Regions from separate parts of the Mus musculus genome. Here region 1 is linked to region 2. Evidence: chromatin contacts called from public Hi-C data. All regions are on one chromosome and are shown on one strand. Each heading gives the region's core, a stretch centred on a gene start, on an enhancer-like site or on the middle of the called end of the contact. The rest is flanking DNA. Distances are from core to core; before and after follow the strand shown. Region 1 overlaps Nrxn3 (neurexin III). Region 2 overlaps Nrxn3 (neurexin III).

Region 1 (3,930 bases), core at 1,369-3,868, 530 kb before region 2:
CTACTTACTGAGACTAGGAAATCCAAAACAGTGTGTCCTTCTTGCCTGCCTTGCCTCAAGATGGGAAGGAAACTCAGGTCTACTAATTCTCTCATTTAGAAGGGGTGGACCTGGGAAGATATTTGGAAAAAGGACCTAAAGGTATAACACATGTTATAGGGATGATTTTACCATTTCCCAAGGAGAGTTCGGGCCATTGCACTTGGCTTGCAGAAGATAAGTCATCTAGGACCTCTAATGCTTAGTGGAAGTGATGTCAACTATTGTTAGATGGAGCCTTGTGTGCCAGGCATATTGGAAGCTTATTCTTGCTAAGAATATGACCTAAGGTGTAGCATTTGGTTGACATTAGCTCTAAGTAGAAGCTGGAGATTGAGACTAGCCACAAGGCTATTCACCTAAGATCATATGGTGGTATCCCTAAACCTCTTGAAACCAAGGCCTGATTCAACTTTCCATGAGGTAGCAATATGTTGTACATACCATCTTATACTATTGATTGGAGGAGTACATGCTACCAAATATCTCTCAGAATTAACAACTAGGGGATTTCCATCTGGGACCCTCCTAGATTCAAGACACTGTGTCTCTTTCCTTGGATGATTTTAATTGTATCTTGTCCTTATAAAAAGCCACAACCAGTCATACAGCACCTTTCATTTCAATACTTTTGCAATTGTTATTAGTTTGAGGATGAATTGAGAACACTCCAGGACTTCCAATTGGTAGTCCTGTAGACAGTAAGTTCTTAAACTGTCTATATCTGGATCAGTCACTCATCCTTTACACATAATTGCTAGGGTAACAGAGTCCAGATTATGAACTCACTTGGCTTCCCAGAGAACAGTCACCTTTGGGCAGAGCAATCATTCTTGTCCTAGTCATTAAGCTACTGTGAGTTATCTCTATTAGAGGCCTAGACCACAAAAAAACAAAACAAAGCAAAAACAAAAAATAAAACAAACAAACAAACACCCAAAACCTTGATCTCTATCTTGCACTGATTATGACCTCAAAGTATTCCTTTGAGCTCTTGAGATATCTCTAAGAAAGTAAGAAAACTTCCTCCTCAAACATGAGAACCTGAGCTTGACATCCACAGGACTCACATAAACAGGAGATGTCTGTAACCCCAATGCTGGGGAGACAGGAGGATTGGTAGAGCTAGCATGCTACCAGCCTAGCTCTAGGTATAGTGACAGATAGTATCTCAAGGGAATAAAGTGGAAAAATTGAGATGGACATGTAGTGTTCTCTCCTTGTGTCTGTGAGGACATGAGCGTGCATAGTTATACACATGAATGCATGTACAACACACACACACACACACACACACACACACACGCACACACACACTATATATATACATATATATATATATATATATATATATATATACATATATATATATATATATATATACATACACACACACACACATATATATATACATATATATATATATATATATGTAGTCTTAAATCTGAAAACAGAGAAAAACAACACAAGATCTCAATACTTGCAGATATCAACAAATTATAATAAAATACATAAATATACCCACAAATATACAAAGTCAAATTTCACTAGTTCTCTTTATCTATAGGTCTACTTTTCAGGACCCCCCTCTCCTGCCCCTGCAAGGGCATAGCTGAAACCTCAGGCACTAACAAGCCCTGTGTAAGCTACATGTTTTCCCTACATGCCTGGAAGCATTACCATAGAGCACTAGATTTAAACTTTTCGTGTTCCACTCCTTGACACCATCACTCCTCTTGGGCTTTAGGATCATGATTGAATAAACATGAACCAAATGCTTACATTGTGATATCACACCAGTTGATCTGACAGACTAAGACGAATACTCCAGGGTAGTATATCTACTACAGAAGTTGGGGACAGAAGGCAAAGGAACCATTTACATTCAGATGGAATGGACAGGGCAGGTGGCATGAAATGTCACACAACTCATAGCGTGGACAGTTCAAACCAAGGCATTGCTTACTTCTGAAAGATTAAATTTACTATTTTTAGACCATAGTTGACTGTAAGTAGCTGAAACCATAGAAAGAAATGTGTAGAACAGGGTATGCAACTGTATCAACAAAGTGTGATGGAGTCCATTGAGTTACAAGTATGCGTTTCTAAGGGTCTGAGATAGCAACTTAAGAGAAGGGATGTCTTCCGTGGTTCTGAATGAGAGCAAGGGAAGAAAGGGGTAAACCAAATACTTCATATTTATCAATACCAAAAGACTGAAGAAAAAGCAATAGAATTCATTTTAAAAATTAAATACATTTTATTAGTTATACTAGCGAAGACCAGTAGACACGAGTATGCAAGATTTTACTATGACAGAGGACACAGCAAAAGTCAATGGCTTATTGTCTTAGCGAAAATTTATATAACGTTGATGGCAGACCATCCCTACGGCTAGATATAAGGAATGTCTGTGGCTACTGAACAGTTGAAAGTGTTTAAAATGCTATAATGTTTGTAAACATGTTGGTGGTCACATAAGAGACAATATGGAATATGTCCACACCCTGGGAGCCTGGGGAAGCAGTAGAGAAAAGCTATAGTGGAGCATAACAGCAGGACAGAAGGATTCTACAGTGAGTCAGAATCATATCCTGAGAGACCAGCTAAACAAAGCACACACAGGTAGGACATCACAGTGGGGCCAGAAGGCTGCCATCTGTCCAGTGTCAAAATGAGAACAGACCTCTCTATTTTTTCCTGAGTTGGAAAAGTGTGTGTGTGTGTGTGTGTGTGTGTGTGTGTGTGTGTGTGTGTGTGTGTGAGAGAGAGAGAGAGAGAGAGAGAGAGAGAGAGAGCCTTGCATTTACATGAGTTTCCCAGTAAGTATGCTTGCATGCAAACATGTAAAATCCATAGGAGGACATCTGGTATCTTCCCTTATTGCCCTTTACATTATTCCCTTGAGAAAAAACTCTCTCATTAGACAAGAAACTTGCTGTTTTGTCTAAGATGGGTGACTAGCAACCATCTCCCCCCACCCCACCCCCAGAATCTGTTTATCTCTGCACTCCAAAGCTGGGATTATGGACATTTGTAGCCACCCAATGCTTAGGTGGGAATTTGAAATAATCTACTGAGCCATCTTCCTAATCCCAAGATTTTCTCCTTTGAGAAACTTGTAATATGACATTTTTGACCTAAATAATGAGTGTCCTCCACCAGTCCCATGGAGAGGAAGCTGCTGTGCATCCTGCCTGTTAATTCCTATACAGTTCTGACATCTGTCTTTTCGTGTGTGCATAAGAAAGTAAATAAATGAAGAAGAGAAACTATCCAGAAGGGCTTTGACCTTATTCCATTTTCCATAAATAAATATATATTTACACACTTCCAGCAGACACTGGTGGAAGAGAACCTGTGTTGAATAATGTCCTAGAAGCCTTTGGGAAAATGCATTTTTAATTTGTTTCTGCTTCTCTTCTTACCTAGATGAAATAAGTGGATAATGCCAGAGAGACAGGCAGCATCCCAACGGCCTCACAGAGAAGCAATTACATATTCTTTTGCTCTCCCCTTGAAATCAGCAAAGATAAGAATACTATGTTGGCAGCACCTGCTGTTGTTGGTTTCTGGTCTTTTCTGTCTTTCTTTCTCCCTAGAATGAAAGCCAAGGAAGTTTCTAAAAAAAATAAAATAAAAATCACCTAACTTGGCCAACTGATCAGTTTTATAGCAGACTCTTGCAACAACAGACTATCCAGTTTGAATCACATCTTCCCAGTTGGATTATAAATGCATGATTGACTGAAAGTGCATATGAAACATGGGAACATGCTTCCCAGTTCCTGCAGGAAATAAGAGTTATAAGCCTTAGATATAAACACAGAAACACTTAGGCAATCATTTCGCTGGGGAGAGTACAGCTGGAAATTGAGGACTAAAAGCCAT
Region 2 (3,718 bases), core at 1,143-3,642:
ACTGGCCCAAAACATAAGACTTAATGACTGTGAACGACACTCGATGCAAGACTATGAGTGTCCAAATACCCATGACTGATCCAGACACCCACATTTCAAGCTATGTAGGCTCACTCTGGGAATCAGCTGGGAGCCACTCTTGCTTCGCTGCTTCCCCCGATGCTACAGTGTGAGGACCAAAGCATTGCAGGTTAAGCTGGAAATATGAAGAAGGATGTAGTAGAGAAGAGTAGGGAGTGCTGGGAAGGCAACAGCAGCTTGAATGCCCAGCTCATGAGGCAATGGACCCTACTCTAAGGCAGCAGACTGATCCTTCAGGCTCAAAATCAAACTGGATCTTCTGGGTGGGGCTGTGTGTAGCATCTGTACCTTGAGAGTGGAATGAACACCATTATAGTCAACAGCTTGATTCCCTCTGGGCCCCTGGTGTGGCATGTGTCTTGTGTGCATTACCTAGTGGCTTGTCAGCTGAGAATCCATACTACCTGGTATCACCAGCGTCCATACAGCTTCAGTTTCTCAGTGGTGGGTTTCCAAACAGCCCAGCATATGTTCATGGCTTCCAGGCATAGACACATCTACAAACACAAATACTAATGGGGTCCAGCTACATTGAATTAAGTCCCAGTGACTCTCATTGTGTTTCCTGTACCTGGTGCTGGATTCTTTGAACAGCCTTGTTTGAGAACAGCATCCAGCTGCCCAGCTCTAGACCTGAGGGCAAAGAACTAGCAATCATCATTTCAGTGCTAAATAAATGGGGCAGAGGCCTTGGTGTGTTTGTCTGAAAGATAGAGGGGAAGCTACCTTAGAGCCCCAGACCCATCACTGGTAACCACTGTGGTGCCACTTCCATGTAAGCTGCCAGAAACCACCTAGTGATCTTGTGCAGGAATTCAATGTACCTAGGATCCTGACACCTACAGTAGGAAAAGCTTGTGCCTGAATAATCCCAGCCACACCCAGTGGAATGTCATCCTAAGAGAAGCAGGTGATCCATGCCACACTAGCTAGAGCCACTGGTAACTGAAGAAGCAGCATCAAGGGAGAGAGCCATCATGTCAACAGCAAGGAAAGTGGAGGTAGAGCTGGTATCTTTTATAGATATGGCAAAAGAGTGGAGAGCTGGCAAATGGTTCTAAGGTGCCAGAGAAGGAATACAGAGACGTGGAAGCCAGCAGACATCCAGGTTGCTAACATCTCTTGGTCTGCAGCCCTAGGCTAAGAGTGAGAACTGAATGTTGCAAGAGGTCAAGTGGTCATGATGAGTACAATATTAGATGTGTATCTACTTGCCTACTGCCCCTGCTCTCGGATGCCAAACATTGGGGGGCTACAATAGATCCTATAGCTGAGTATTTAAATAGCTTCTTATCTACCTCTAATTTCTATTTATAATGTCTCTCAAACCACTGGCGAGTTATACCCCTGGATTTAGAATTCTTGGGGGATGGAGTTTATCTTTCATCTCCATCTTTCCACTGCCCAGAATCTTGTTTAGTACATAGTAATATTCAGACAGAAACTTCGTGCTTTGGACAAATTCAAGGAAATTACAGGGTCATGCCTTGCCTTTTCTGTTTTCGTTGATAACAGACTTTAAGAAAAGGAAAGCACTTGTTGAGCTGTGCATGTGTCCTAGAGCAATCTCAAAAGCGATCGTCCTTCATTGGGAACCTCAAATGACAGACTCAGTTGGATGGTATTTTAGTCATTTCTCATTCATGCCATCTATTTCCCACACACTGTCTGTAGGAGGAAAGGCATTTTTGTCAGTGCTTCCTGTTGAAATATCTGCTCATAACAGGAACTTACCTGATTCCGAGTATCAATGCTCTTTATCAAAATACATGAGTATGGTTTATAACAAGGACACTGACAAGAGCATGTTGAAACTCTCCAAATGTGTTTAATTTTCTTGCTTATAAAGAAGGGTCATGACTGAGAAAAAACTCACATTGAGAATATCCACTGTTTACTCCTCTTAGTCCTGATTCCCTCCATTTTCCCTTGACCAACATGGGGAAAAGGAGGAATTTAAAAAAAAGCAGAAAAAGAAAAAAAAAGATCCTATCCATTAAATTGACCAATGGACTCACAGTACCCTCTAGTGGACAAATGGCAAACATTTATTTGTTTATTTGTTTGTTTGTTTATAATGTATGCACAGGCTTTCCCTTTTAAACCTAATACACTTTTGGCTTTGCTCACACGTCTCTTGGTATCTAGTGATCTTACAAATTCTTCTTTTTAAATCTACACTAAAAATGAATTGCAGGCATAAAAAGAAAGAACAAACAATTTCTTTTATTAACATCCAAACCTGCTAACACAAACACTGGGGGCCTCTACATAAATAGAGATGTGTGGGTTGGGCACCATCTGTCTATACTCCTGTTTGCCAAGTATCCTCTTATAGCACTAGGCATTTAGGTGACCAGTGTCTGGCCATCTAGACTATGGCTGGATTCTATTGCATTCCTCTGTGGGAATGTGGTTGTAATCCTACCTTGTATCTTTGCATACAACAAGGTGATATCATAGAGAAAGGAACTCATTTCTCATAGGTAAAGCTGGATTGCCACCTCCGTTCCCTGTCTCCTAGCTCTGTAACTTTTGAGACGGCTATCCCAAAGATTACATCTCAGTTCTCTCTGTTGAGGTAATGGTAATCAAATGAAAGACTATAAACAGAATCAAGAGGAAATAGATTAGTCTGCCGTGGTCTGAAGTCTTAGAAAAGTTTCCCAAAGTGTTTCTTATAAGTTTTATTTCATTTCTTAGCTAGTACATTCTAATTTCTATCTGATTATATTCATATGGTAGAACAGGAATCATAAAAATAGATTTCCACTAAGGGAAAAGTGGCTTCCCTGTCTGGACTCCGTAAGTCTTTAGTCATTTGGCAAACTTCAACAAATAACCGGAAGAACATTATCAGTCTAGGGATGAGTTCCCCTCCAATTGGCACTGGATAATCTCCTCTAGGGATAACATGTGTGAAGTGCAGATATGACCAAAATGGTGATGAATAGGTGGGTGAATAGTTTGTTAGTTTTACAGTTGTCTTTTAAAACAAACAAACAAACAAACAAACAATCAAAATCCTTTCCCTCTGAACTAACACAGAAAGAGAAGTGAACATTACATTCAAATCATTTTTTTCCAAAATCTATAGCTGAGGTACTTCGTAGATTTCATTTTCCTAATCAAATTTAGAGGCTATGTTGAACAATAAAGCAATCTATTATGACATAGACATCCCCCCCCCAATGAATCATTTGAATGGATCAAAATAAATGAAATACTCAAAGAAAATGACACTACAAATTCTGAAACATTAGTAGTTTTTCTAGACTTCCTAATACTGAGAATGGTTGGGTTATTTTAATGATATGTATCTACCTGAATCTTTAAGAAATACTTACATTTCAATCATAGGAAGAAAATATTTGTGTTCATATTCCTAAAAAGAAATCATGAATGTCCTAAAATCGCATTACATTTGCTGGCCTATATTATTCTCTTGTCAAAGAAACCTTCATTTAACTCCAGGGCAGAGGAGACGGGACCCACCACAGGCTTGTGTAATAAAGAGACAGATGGCCTCACTGGTCACCTGTCAGCAGAAATTATTCACAGAGGAGAAAATGAGCAACAGAGACTGAATAATTCTTGTGTGTTTTGATTTCATAATCTCAAGCCATCCTATCTGTTT

What was found. A called contact is a pair of places that touch in the nucleus more often than the background predicts.
Region 1: a Hi-C map of cerebellum shows a contact between it and region 2, with 3 times the contacts expected there. The contact joins two enhancer-like sites. A contact is called at or near these places in 3 of 484 Hi-C or Micro-C datasets (brain, cerebellar granule neurons and cerebellum).

Annotation. Positions count from the first base shown.
Region 1 is chr12:90,084,804-90,088,733 of GRCm38.p6, reverse strand. The region is part of intron 15 of Nrxn3 (neurexin III); the gene reads right to left. Among named protein-coding and RNA genes, the nearest start is that of Gm40538, 320 kb to the left of the region's middle. Within about 2 kb of position 2,618, at least 4 of the 459 cell types and tissues checked have an H3K27ac peak or open chromatin away from gene starts, as enhancers often do. A contact at or near this core is called in cerebellar granule neurons and cerebellum, where this site is marked.
Region 2 is chr12:89,553,620-89,557,337 of GRCm38.p6, reverse strand. The region is part of intron 14 of Nrxn3 (neurexin III); the gene reads right to left. Among named protein-coding and RNA genes, the nearest start is that of Gm40537, 580 kb to the right of the region's middle. Within about 2 kb of position 2,392, at least 4 of the 459 cell types and tissues checked have an H3K27ac peak or open chromatin away from gene starts, as enhancers often do. A contact at or near this core is called in cerebellar granule neurons and cerebellum, where this site is marked.